2 separate regions of the Zea mays genome follow, and region 1 is linked to region 2. The links are chromatin contacts, called in public Hi-C maps. All regions are on one chromosome and are shown on one strand. The core of a region is the stretch at or near the end of the contact, and the rest is flanking DNA. Distances in the headings are between cores, read along the strand shown. Region 1 holds the start of LOC100216585. Region 2 holds the start of sfp4 (sulfate transporter4).

Region 1 (6,951 bases), core at 2,284-4,783, 170 kb after region 2:
TGTACTAGTGTTATTTTATCGAATATAAATCAGGACTTTCTTTCTTTGTGCATCACCTCTTACCTGTTGTTCACCTCTTCTGCCCATGTTTAAATGGTAAAAAAGTTAAAGTTATGGACAAATGAAGATTTGATCCATGATTGTTGGCTCTAAATCCATATTCACACCCACCTAACTAATAGAACATACATGTATTTATGTTTTATACTTTATACTCAAGCATAATAGAGATATTCTAACCATAGTTGTTGGTTCCAAATACATATACACCCACCTAGCCTACAAAACACATGTTTTTATGATTTATATTCAAGCATAATATAAATATAGTTAGTTGCTTGTGCACCACTATGATCTCTATATAATATACAATTTCTTTATACAACACAAACCAACATGAGTTACAGTGGTTAGATGTGAGTGTTCTCTTGCTAGAGATCATGGTTTGAATTCTCGTAGCTACACTTTTTTTTATATTTCGCGGTGTGTGGGGAACCCTGGGAAAGGGGGCCGACACACGACGAAACCCCTAGTTTATATATATTAGTAAGTTTTTTATGAAAAAGAGAAAAAAACAAAACCTGTTCGTGCTAGATGTAGCCTGATGTGTCGTACATAAGGCGCAGACACGACATGATGATCGAGTCCAGTGGACAACGGAGGCCTAGTATCCACCATGCAACAACCTAAGGCCTAGACACGACACGGCGATCGAGCGGGGTCGGTATGAGCCTGGTGGATAACGGGTCGAGCCATGCTTGGGTCAAGCTACACCGTCCTAGGGCACACGAGGACTCCGCCGCCACCATCCTCGCAAGCCGCTCGGGAATTTTGGATGCTTACTCTGATGCGGCAAGATGGAGAGGGGAAGAATAAGGGGGTGGCGACAGCTAGTGTTTGGTGCCGTCCTAGCCACCTCACATGAGACGACACTGGATTAGAATTTTGGTTTATCACTTGGCATACAAAATACATTTATGTCGGTTACATGGTAGACGTTTTGAAATTGGACACAACAGCTAGCTCAAATGAAACATGAATCATTGTAATTGTTTGGAACGTGTTTGAACAACTATCCCACCGAAACAAATTATATCTATATGGTATATGGAAACCATATATAGCAACTTACAGGCACCTATATTCGCTGAGGAATTTATGAATTAAACTAAAAAATTAAATCGCCTAGCTAAGTTCATAACAATACAGAGTACGTACTGTGAAAGTACATGTACAACAATACACGACCTACCCCGCATGCATGCATGTAGCATGTACGGGGAAGCCAAACAGTGGACGAGGGCACGTGCGCGTGCGTACGTGCATGCACTGTACCGCAGCGTGTGAGATGACGCGACGACGGTACAACAAGCTAGTTTGGCCGGTGTCTGCCGCCGCGCGCACGCATAGCGCATGACACTGCACAGCATGCTACTCTCTGCACTCCACTCCACGTCTCCACGCACGTACATGTACAGCTAGCAGCAGCTAGGGGCAGCACCGCAGCAGTACGTATAGCAAGCATACCGCAAGTCGGCCGGCCGGGCACGGCACGCACTCTCGACGAACTGGACTGCGCATGGCCACCATGCATATGGATATGGGCAGTAGTGTGCACGCACGCACGCATGCGTCCACGTCCAATGTGTTCCATCGATTTTGACCACACCCTCTATCCCGTCTTCTCCTAGGCGGACAGTGTTCATCGCGTACAACAACAACAACAACAACACCAACAAAAGCAATAAGTTGAGATCGGTCGTGGGCAGTGTTCATCGATCGTCATCCAAAGCTACTGGCTACTCCAGTCAGTGTCTCCAGTAATTACTGAGCTGCAACCACCGTACCATGCTCGAACCAGCCTTCCTAGGCCCAGATGGTCCACATGCAAGCGCGCGCGCGGACAGCAGCAGAGCACAGGCCAGGAAGATGGGGGTGAAGAAGACATGCACGGACGAGTCCTGACGCACGGCCCCTCCGTGCGTGCATGGTGCCCCTGCCCACTTGTCCATTGCCCAGACCCCAGCCCAGAGCCAGCCAGCCAGCCAGCCAGCCAGCCAGCCAGCCAGAGCGGGTAGCTCCGAATTCATGAACTTGTCGACGTCTCGCTCTCGACAACCATGGACCACCACCTGCATGCAATGCGAGAGCTTAGTACTATCCGTGTATATTAATTAACTTTGCCAGGACGGTGCTGCATGCGTACGGTGCTGCATGCGTGCGTGCGTACATGCATGCATTCCATCAGCAACGTTGTTCGTCGTCCAATCCAGTTTCCCGGTCGTCGTCGTATGGCTATCGGGAAAAAAAGAAGTCATTGTGCATGCATGTACGTACGTATATGTATGTCTCTGCGCTGTTTCATGACACATGCATGCCCAGGATCACCGTGCTGCGCGTATAGTACAGAACAAAGGACCCTTTTTTGTATTTATAGGGTCGTGCGCGAGATCATCACTAATACATATGAATCGTGCTTTATACAACTAGACGGAAGAAGTTGGAATGAATAGGCGCTAGAACAAAATTTGCTGCACAAGCCCGCGGTGAGAGAAAAGTCCGGTGACAGATTCAGAATATATATGCTATCAGCTATTGGGAGAAGTTTACGCGCATCAAACTTGGCCAAGAATCTCTGGACAAGGGACCTGCTACTGCAACTGCAAGGAGGAAGACAGAGGCGTACTAAAATACTTTTGCGCGGCATGTGGTCGCCGTGCCTCAGTAGAAATGACAGAAAGCATGGAAATGCCACCGCCCCCCCCCGTCCGTCCACACACAAGGGTCGAATCGAGGAGCTGTACTAGTACTGCTTGGCTGCTTGCTACAGCAGTCTGCAAGCAACCGCTGTTCTAAAAGAAAGGAAAGGAAAGGAACGAACCGCCCAAACGTGTGTAGGCCCGCCTTTTGCAGACTGGCTGGCCCGTCAAAGGCCTGTGGCACTACATGGTTTGGGCCTTCTTTTTTTTGTGTTGCTAGCCGCCGGGGTCAAGTTCCGTCTCTTTCTCCTTCCAATCCCCCCCCCCGCTAGTGTGTAGCGATTCTGCTTCGTGCTTACGTCATCGATGACCCATTCCCGGTGCAAGAACAAATGCGCCGTTGGCCTGGCCCGCATGACTTCGAGCTGATTATCGTGCGTGAGTCATGACCTGCCCGGGCGGAGGGAGGCGCGGCGCAACGGACTTCATGCTGCCACCCGCCGACCCGCACCTCACCGGCTCACCTACACCCTCCTCTTCGTTCGTCTCTTATCCATGCAATGCATCGTCTGACCTTGCCTTTTGTCTTTTACAAACACTGCCATCAGCAAATCATGCTATTTTTATGCCGTCACGTTTCATGCAGCTATGTGTAAATAAATAAAACGTATATAACGCATTTTAATCATAGATCCCCGACGCAACAACAATTGCAGCCACACCCCCGCGGAGCCATCACCTTTCACTCTAATTAGAAACATCGACCTGCTCAACCCACCGAGGAATATAGACTGTTTTTTTTTCTATGTGGAAATACCAAGTAGTAGTGCCAAACGCTAAAAGGGTATGCATCTTAATTGATGAGCTGTGAGGGTGCAATCTACAAGAGTGCGGGTTCGCGTTCAGTCCAAGCTGAACATAAACGCAACGCAAGGCCCCTCGACGCAGATACCGCGCTCAGGAGCATTCGAGAAGCCGAAGAAAATTCGAAGACGAGGACCAGCTACACTGCGGACGGACTTCGGGCATGGAGGGCCAGTTCCAGGTACCGGCAATTCTCTGTCCTAAATCCATTCCCGTGTTCTTGTTCTTATCCTCGTGAGGCATCGAGGAATCGGGCGCCAGGAAAAAAAAATCATTGCTCTATTTCGGGCGTGTTGTTGTTGTTGTTGTTGTTGTTGATGATGATGATGCTTGGCCCTGGATACATGGGACTTACAATCCCTCCCCCGCATACTCGAGATGTTGGAGACTGTCCGCGCCGAATTAAACTTAGATTTGATCCGTCCCTTTCGGTTAGTTGGTTTCCCGGTTAGGGATTCGAAGCATGCGATCCCTTTCGATTAGTTGGTTTCCCGGCTAGGGATTCGAAGCATGCGAAAGTCGGATCTTGGAATAAGACCAGCTCTTGAACATGTGTTCTCAGTTCTCACCCGAGAAATTACACCCTGTACGAGTAATCGAATACATAGAAGGTGCAGTGATAGCCTTCTAAGTTAAATGGTCGGAGTTATTGAAAATTGTGATTTGGTTATTATCACACAAAAATCTTCGCACGGCCGTTACCGTACACGCACAAGTCCTGTTTCTTGGGAAGTTGCAGTGATAGCATAAACGGCTTCTTCTATGGATTGAAGTGCAGCAGTCCTGCGGCTCTGCAGCCGAATAAGCCGTATAATTTAGAGAGCATTTGGTTCTCACGATTTTCACTTGGGTTACTTGTTCTAGTCTTTTATACTGTATATAATTTAGAGATCGTTTGGTTCTCACGAATAATGAGTATCCGGTTGACAGAACCGAACACAGCTAATTTTTTTTATCTTGGATATCGTGCTCCAAAGAAACTATCCACCGTTACGAAGCTCTGAGTGGATTGTCTCGGTTTACGTGCGTGGTTGGGATTCTTGTAATAACCAAACACGGCGCCGTTCCATCCCTGAGTGGATTGTCTCGGTTTACCTTAAAAGGCATCCTATTATGTCGTACAAGTACAACTATGTTTCTTGTGCTCAATTCAGACTAGGTCTGTCAATACCATAAGCATAAATCCCTGAGATCGATCCTAGTAGGTTAATGTCCTGTGTCCTCACTGCCAGATGAACACATGGATTGTAGCCTTGAACAGTGTGAGAATAGTAGCTCAATATGTATTTTGTAGTTTTAGTTGGGCCTTTTTTAAGGCAGCGAGAATGTTTGACGACCATTTGGGTCTTATGGGTGTTTGGTTCCTACCTCCTAAACTTTAGTCAAACTTTTAATTCCTAAACTGCCAAACAATATGACTAAAGGAGGCCTCTCAAATATAAATTCTAGAGACTAAAGGTTAGTTCCTAAAGTTTAGCAGGGTGACTAAAGAACGAAACACCCAATATGACTAAAGGAGGCCTCCCAATATGACGACTTTTAAAGCAAACTAGTAGAGTGCCCCGTGCCTCTGTGGCCCCCTGTGTTCCACAGCAAATATGATGGTTATTTCGTGTTATTACTAAGCTTTGTATAGTATTTCTTTTATAAGTCATATATCTCTGTGCTTGTTTTAGTTTTAGAATTGCGATTCATACAAAATGGGTTGCGATTTTATACTGCTTGGTCATGGCTCTTTTTTTCGGCAGCTACTTGGTGTTGTTTTGTTGGGTCCAACGTGGACTAGGTTCGTTCAGATTGTAGAAAGATATCAATGAAATCAATCCTAAGAGCTCAGTGTATTGAGCTGCCTTGGTTGAATTCTAGTGTTGACTGATCCAATATGCATAGCTCAATTTGTCCTATTCTCTTTTATGCACATGTCATAATTCTGCATTGGCTATGAGTTATGGCATCATAAATTTTGATGCATACATTTCACAACATGCTATTGGGTGGTCATGGTTCCTTTGTCTGAACATGCTTGTGCTTGCCATATTATGCATTCCGACATTATATCGTTGAATGGTTATTTCCATCATAGGTTGGCAAGGAGGAGGTCATCCAAGCATGGTACATGGACGACAGTGAAGAGGACCAGAGGCTTCCTCATCATCGTGAGCCCAAAGAATTCATTCCTCTCGACAAACTTTCCGGTTTGTACATGCCCTGCTCTAGTCCTGAGCCCATATGACATCTTCATATACTAACTGATGCTGAATGCTACTACCATCATGGACATCCAGAACTAGGAATATTAAGCTGGCGCCTAAATGCTGATGATTGGGAGAATGATGAGAACCTCAAGAAAATTCGTGAAGCCAGGGGTTACTCTTACATGGTTTGCTAATAAGTTTATTTTTGGGCACTTGTTGTTTTGTTACTCTACCTTGAGTAGCAAGGTCAATACCTATTCAAAGATTCAGACTAGTATGATAAGCATTTTTCCTTATGTAGGACATTTGTGATGTGTGCCCAGAGAAGTTGCCAAATTACGAGGCTAAGATAAAGAATTTCTTTGAAGAACACTTGCATACTGATGAAGAGATACGATATTGCCTTGAGGGTAGCGGTAGGTGCCTTTGTTTTGCATCTGGAGGCGTTTTTTTTGAAGACAGAAAATCTAATAGTCAGCAGGTTTTCTTTCTAGTTACTGTCGATGTTTAATCGTTTTTACACTTATGTTCTCAAGGCTACTTTGATGTGAGGGACCAAGATGATCAGTGGATCCGTGTAGCGGTAAAGAAAGGGGGCATGATCGTTTTGCCTGCAGGAATGTATCATCGCTTTACGTTGGATAGTGACAACTACATCAAGGTATCTTTGACTTCTTTCTCTGTTCACACTATGAGTTTTGTTCTTTTTAACTCTGGTAATTGTTGATTAGATGATGATACCTTTTCTTTGTGAAGCCGTTTATGCCATTCATTTACTCTTGATTTAGTCGGCTACACTTATTTTAAGTGGAAGGTAGTAGTTCCTGTTTAGTTTTAGACTTTTAGAGGGCGTTTATCTTGTCCCTGTCGTGTGATTGTGTGATTGTGCGTGTTATATCATCTTTGCAAATTTTGGCGTTCAGTCTTCTGTTACTTTCTTGTCTTAAGTCTTCTGTAAACAAGAACCAGCTAAATAACGACGCTGCTGCATTGTGGATTTTTTTTCCTGCTATGATTCCTCAGGCAATGCGTCTATTTGTGGGTGAGCCTGTCTGGACACCATACAATCGTCCGCATGACCATCTCCCGGCTAGGTATGATCCTGCGTCTGAAGCCTAAAGCTGGACTGCTGGAGCATTGTTGTGTCCCATTCTCTCTTTCTTGGATTCTCTCGCTTCCACTTTCGTTATTCT
Region 2 (6,771 bases), core at 4,209-6,708:
CGCGTTCAAGAGACCATGTCGAGATGGGGTTTTTCTTCACCAAAAAAAACCGGGTGGGATCCTTTCTTCTCTGAATTCGTTTTTCCCGCGACGGTGCAGGTGTACAATACTCGAGACACGTGTATACATAATTCATCTCGGTCCGCGTGACGACTGGTTACGTCAGACCGGAACCGGAGCACACTACACATACGGTTGGCGTGGCGGTGCTCGTCACACCATGCTCTCGTGGGCGGCGGCGCTGTCCTTGGCCATTCCCGGCTTGTGCGAGTGCAGCACGTAGTCGCACGACGCCACCGCCTCGCCCACCGTCGGGAACACCCACTCGTGGCCGATCTGCTCCAGCACCTTGGAGCTGTCCAGCTTCTTCATGATCTCGCTGCCCGGGTTCGCCAGCACGATCTGCGAACAAAAGAAAGACAGCACTGGTTTCAGAACACTCTGCTGGAGTTGAGAGCAGATAATTAAAGCACTGAATCAGGTGGATGGATGTGCCATCGCTTCTGCTCTTTACCTGCATTCCCCTCCTGTCCAAGGACTTGTTGAGCTCGTCCAGCATGCTCGTCCCGCTCGTGTCGATGCTACCGATGGCTGCATGCATGTGCAGCGAGACAGAAAGACAGATCAAGTTTCTGATGCAGATCGATCAAGTTTCAGAGCCTGCAATGCAAGTATGCAACTGACTGACTACTCACCACCCATGTCGAGGACAACGTACCGCACGCCCATCTCGCCCTGGCTCTTGGTGCGCTCCTCCTCGTCGTCGATCCACCGCGAGATCCTGCTCAACAAACCAACACAACACGTCAACACCGGAGACGGTCCAGACGGAGCAGCGTCTCAATTGCTCAACCAACACAACACGTCACCTCTCTCGCAGGTAGCTGGCGTTGGCGAAGTAGACGGGCGCGTCGACGCGCAGCACGAGCACGCCGGGCACCGTCTGCGCGGCGGCGTACTGGTCCATCCTCCGGTACACCATGGTGCCGGGGATGTTGCCGAGCACCGTGGTCCTGGGCCGGGCGACGAACAGCAGGACGCGGAGCAGGGAGACGGCGACGGCGACGACCAGGCCGACCTCGACGCTGCCGAAGACGACGCCCAGGTACGCGCCGGCGCAGACGCAGAAGTCGACCTTGTCGACGCGCCACAGGTGCAGCGCGGCCCCGAAGTCGACCAGGCCCAGCATCGCGGAGACGATGATCGCCGACAGCACCACCAGCGGCGTGTAGTGGAACAGCGGCGTCAGGAACAGCAGCGTGACCATCACCGCCAGCGACATGACCACGTTCGACATGGCCGTCCTGCACCCGGCGTTGTAGTTCACGGCGGAGCGCGAGAAGGGCCCCGTGGTCAGGTAGCACGACGTGAGCGAGCCCAGGACGTTCATCGTCCCGATCGCGATCATCTCCTTGTTGCCGTCGATGTGGTAGTTCTTGAACATGGCGAAGCTCCTCCCCACGGCGATGCCTTCCTGCACGCACGCACGCACGCACGCATTGCACACAGTGAGTGACACGTTTAATCCCCCAGTCTTACGGCGATCGAGTGACTGGGAGAAAGGAAGGAAGCAGGGTGTGGTGATTAAAGGAGCCTTACGGCGAGGGCAATGACGCCGGTGATGATCCCAGTCTTGAGCGCGAGCATCATGTAGGGCGGTGAGAATTGCAGGCTTGTCACCGACGGTGGATTCAGGCCTTTCTTCAGGTAACCGATCTATAAATGACGACGTAGGGAGAAGAAAATTTTTCATAAATCAGTACTAACCATTTTGTGTTTTTGTTTTTTGCTGTCTGCTCATGCATTGCATTTCTTTTATTATTTTTTTGCCGACAACGGCGTGATGCCTGTATAGTTGTATTGCATTTGCATCAGACAAGCAGAGTTGACAAGCCCAGCTATTCTCACCACTTCGATGCCGTGGTTTTCAGCGTGCGTGAGGTACACCAGAACGCTCCCGAGCACGACGGACGTCAACGGCGCCGCCGCGGAGATCCAGAACAGCTTGGGACGCCTCTTGCTCTGTAAAAAAAAAAAACAAATTATTAGCATCTAAAACTACACCGGCTTTGAAACGTGAAGCTCAGTCAGCCAGCTCTCGCGATTAATGTTTTCAGCGGGAAATTAAGCTGCGATCGATTGCGCCAAGAGAAACAAAGGCGATCGATTGAGAAACTACTGCTACGAGCCAAGGAAGTTTGGTTGGTGGATCTTGGCCTCTTGCAATTATTGCATATTCTTTTTTTTTTCTTCTCAACACTAGCCATGAAGCGGTATATCGTCCTATCACTTTCCGGAGTAGTATGAAATGAATGAAACAGATGATCAGTGACGACGCTTAGTCAGAACACAGAAAGCTCTCTCTGGCCTAAACCCAAAGCTGAAGCCGATACGTCTCTGGTGCAATCATGCGACGCACGGCCGGGGACGCCACGCTGATCGAGCTCTCTCTAATTAATCCGGAACAGTGATCGTGCACGTACGAGTCGCCATCATTAGCATCTTGAACACGACAAGGCCGGGGATGCTTTTGTTTCCCCGACGCAAACGCACAGCGAGACCACAAAAAAAGAGGCCGAATTATATGGACTCTAATTAGTAACGTGATGCATGCTACTACCATATCCGACGCGAATATATGTTAGGGAGATGTGTGAGTCCGATCGACGTGCATAGAGAAAAGCCAAAGCTGTGGGCAGGCAGATCGATGCATCGCCGATCTGTACGCTAGCTAGCGCGCTACACAAATTGTCGTGTTTACGGTGTCGACAATAGCCATTATTGTCGTGTCGTGTCGCCCCCATCAGATTGGGTGGGTGTCACCGTGTCACGAGATCCCTTCATCATACGTCAGTGGCGGACCTAGCTTTTTATATAGGGTGTGGCACAACAATTTTTTATATACAATTTTGTATAATCAGTGTTGGTATACTAGGACGAATTAGCGTTACTGCTTAAAATAATCATAATTTAAACCATAAATTTCCATTATGATCAACATATACTACTACTCCAACCCCTAAATACACACGCAAAATCTATAGGGGCTGGACCTTGGTGGGCTGGCTTAGGGTGTGCCAGGGCCCACCTAGAACACCATGTAGGTCCGCCACATACGTGCGTTTCGCCTCCAAGAGTCCAAGTCATCATGGGCCGACGCCGATGACAAAAACTTGTCTGCCTTTGTTGCGTCTATCTCTAGCAGTCACGGATTCACTAGGCTCTAGCCCTAACAAACAAAAAAAAGAACACGTTTACCACTTGTTTATCTCATCCGTAACAAGTTTCTATATCTCGTCCCCCTAAAGTTGTGAGGCCAGCCAAAATGGGCAGGCTGTCTATCTATCTCCGGTCACCATCCGAGTACAAGTGCGGCGTTACGTCATGGTCGTCAATTATGCAGAGATGACGGACCAAAGGTTCCAGCATATCGTCCCTCTGCTTGCGAATAGTTTTACTCCTTTTTTAGTATGATTGGACGGGCCTTTTCGCAGAGATTCTCGTGCCTTAACCTTTTCGATTAGCGGTACCGAGTAGATAGATCCCTCGCGCTTTTATATGGTTTATTTGCTCCGTATCTAAAGTGCAAAATTATACTACCTCTGATCTTTTTTACTTTGTCGTTTGTTAGTGTTAAATTCATCTATCCAGCGACAAGTAAAAAGGAACGGAGGAACTATCATTATTGTTACTCTAATAAGAAGTGCGTGTTTACGGTGGGTGTAGAATTTGCTCTTAGAGCTGAGAGTGAGTGAGATGAAAGAAATAAGGAACAAAAAGAAAAAGACTTACGATGAAGCGGGTGACGAGGAGGAAGAAGAGGAAGCCGCAGCCGAGCAGGACGCTCTCCCACCGCCACTGCAACAATCCAAAACCCACCCAACGCGTCAGCAGGACTCATCAGGATATATTCATTAGTTTAGTTGGCGTAGAATAGAATAATGAGCTAGCTAGCATCCGGAATTCTCGATAACGACGGGACCAAAAAAAATCAACATGGTGTCGCTCGCCCGTGACATGGAACCCTGCAGCAAGCTACATATGCAAGCAGAGGGCGGGCATTCATGTCGCTGTCGCCGCTGCAGGTCCCTGTGGCAGCCCTGGCGTTGCCGGAGTCGCACGCAACGCGACGTAGTACAACCTTGCTGCAGGGGCAGGGAGCGAGCTCCAGAGCTCCAGAGGGTAGTGCGTACCTGGTGTGTCTGGCTGAAGACGGATTCCATGACGGAGACGACGTCGGTGGAGGTGGTGAAGTGGACGAGGCCCAGCATGCCCTTCAGCTGCTGCAGGCACACCACCGTCGCCGCGCCGGCCATGAACCCCACGATCGTCGCGTGCGACAGCAGGTCCACGATGAAGCCCAACCTAGAACCACATTCTAGATTGTTAGCCGGCCGGCACTCGTTTAAGACTAGACTCTCACACTCTCATTTATTTTCACCCCTAGCTAAAAAAATCCGGGTCTTCCAGTAGAAACTGACAAGTTAGCTACTGCCTACTGCACTGCTTTTGTCCTTCTTTTTCTTACCAACTACGTACTCCTACTGCTTTTGCATTGGGACGGAGGGGCCGGAGCTGGAGATGCTTAATCCATGAGAGCTAGCAGCATGCGTACCTGAGGAGGCCGAGCGAGGCCTGGAAGACGCCGGCGAAGAAGGTGGCGGTGAAGGCGAGGTGCAGGTAGAGCACGGGGTTCTCCGTCGGCGACACCTCGCTGCCGAGCATGGAGCTGATGAGCAGCGACGCCACCGCCACCGTCCCCACCGCCAGGTCCTTGGAGCTCCCCATCAGCGCGTACACCAGCGGCGGCACGAAGCTCGAGTCTGCAGATCGAGAGCGCAGCCGCACGTTAGCGTACACAAGCAAGCAATGCATGGCGCCTGGAAATGATGAAAGTGAACCTGGAAGAACAGAGAGTGCTGTGCGCGCTGTATTCGTATTTCGTAGTAACGGTAGGCGATCGAGGCGGCTTACAGAGTCCGAGCACGGGCGGCAGGTTGGCGAGCTTGGCGTAGCTGATGCCCTGCGGGATGGCGAGGCTGGCGATGGTGATGCCGGCGATCAGGTCGGACTTGAAGGTGGACAGCGCGTAGGCCGGCGCCCACTCGAGGAACGGGAAGAAGTAGCGCAGCGCGGCCACGGTCCGCCGCCCGGCCCCGCGCTCCCGCACCACCCCGCGGAACGGGTCGTCCGGGAAGAAGGTCTCCTTGAGGTTCCCGCGGAACGTGTCCAGGAACGGCCGCGCCGGCGGCACCGGCACCCGCACCGACCCCGCGCCGTTCGCATCCGCGCTGCCGCCCATGGGGCTGGTTTCTTCGTTTGCTGCTGCTGCTGCGCGCGAGGAAGCAGCAGTATAGCTAGCTCTTCTTCTTCCTCGCTCGCTCGCGCGCTAGTTCGACTCGACTCGGCTGCAGAGCGACTAGCTCTCCGTCAGGTGCCTGTCAGTTGCTGCGTTTCGGTGACCGGTGGTGGTGGTGTCTCGGCGAGGCGTTCGGTGCGGTTATATATAGGCGGCTGGGCTCTGGAGGAGGCGACGACCGGCAAGTGGCGGCTCGGCTCGGGTGGCCGGGTGGGAGTGGGAGCCGGGAGGGGCCCGGGCCGGATGCCGCGTCACTTGCTCGAGCGGGCGTGTCCGGCGACGGTTTCGTACGCGTGGGCGCTCGTCGCTGCCGGGCCCCGCTCGTCAGCGAGCCGGTAAGTGGCCCGGCCTCAGGTGGGCGCACGTGGAAGCGGAAGGAAGTGGGCGGCTGTATGCATCCTTCTCCTCAGTTCGTGCGGGTTGGCGCCGCTGTCGACGGCCACGCCGGGCGTCGGCACGAGGAGGCAGGAGGCTCAGATCCGGTTCGGTCGGGTGTCGCGGCCGGGGGGATATCTTCGCGGCGCGCCGGCGCGCGGACGCGTCAGCTCAGCGGTTCGATGATCACTAACGAATATTCTGTACAACTGATCTCATCCTAACCGATGGGATTTCTTGACAATTAAGGTCTTGTTCGTTTGTATCGAATTGCACCTCGAATCGTTTCAGCTAATTAAAATTTATATAAATTAGAGAAGCAATTCGGCTAGGAATCGTTCCGACCCACTAATTCGGCACAAACGAACAAGGCCTAAAGTCCCGTTTAGAAGCAAGAATCCAGTTTCATCTCTATTTTTTTAGAAACCAGTTAATGGTAAAAAAACAGGTAACTGTTAGTATAAAGTGGTTTAGCTACCTTCTTGGTTTTTAATAGACTAGCAATTTAGTTTCTATATAAGCTTTGACATAAACTGTTATGTTTGAAACCACCTTAATTTTCATAAACTGGATTTTTAAAATCTGAATGCTTCCAAACAAACCTTAAACCATCCTGTATGCTTTTTTACATCGCACGTACACTCGCAAACGGGTCGAATAGAGTAGAATGCAATCAGAGACAAAGCCAAAAAGATTAGAAGAGAGATTGAACTAAACTAACCCACATGTGATATGTTAGCGGGTTTTTTATCGGGTGACGGGTATAAATTAAGAGAATATATCCGTGCCCATACCAATATATATATATATATATATAACAAATGACCCAATAAAATACTCATAGGAAATTGCCATATCTATACTATAATTGAATTTTATCCATCAGATGGATATCCATTTTCGGGTACTCGTTGCGATCCCCTCGTGATGTTTCCTGATTCGGGAGTTGCCGATACCAGGTAGCCTACCTCGTGCGGATCCTAGGATTTTGGAACTTTGGTACCGTGACGACATCCGCCTAACATAATGATCCAGCG

The links. Hi-C and Micro-C count contacts between places; a contact is called where the count stands out from the background.
Region 1: a Hi-C map of endosperm shows a contact between it and region 2, with 2.3 times the contacts expected there. The contact joins the promoter of LOC100216585 here to the promoter of sfp4 in region 2. A contact is called at or near these places in 2 of 25 Hi-C or Micro-C datasets (ear and endosperm).

The regions. Positions count from the first base shown.
Region 1 is chr1:12,613,631-12,620,581 of Zm-B73-REFERENCE-NAM-5.0, forward strand. LOC100216585 reads left to right here and starts at 3,534. Exons shown (of 7, transcript NM_001326534.1): 1 at 3,534-3,744; 2 at 5,647-5,758; 3 at 5,849-5,943; 4 at 6,060-6,174; 5 at 6,295-6,419; 6 at 6,782-6,852. The coding sequence starts at 3,727.
Region 2 is chr1:12,442,216-12,448,986 of Zm-B73-REFERENCE-NAM-5.0, forward strand. It overlaps sfp4 (sulfate transporter4), which reads right to left and starts at 5,459. Exons shown (of 10, transcript NM_001147642.1): 1 at 4,975-5,459; 2 at 4,616-4,823; 3 at 4,194-4,365; 4 at 3,793-3,858; 5 at 1,909-2,022; 6 at 1,600-1,716; 7 at 870-1,474; 8 at 696-781; 9 at 515-591; 10 at 35-402. The coding sequence starts at 5,302. The coding sequence ends at 214.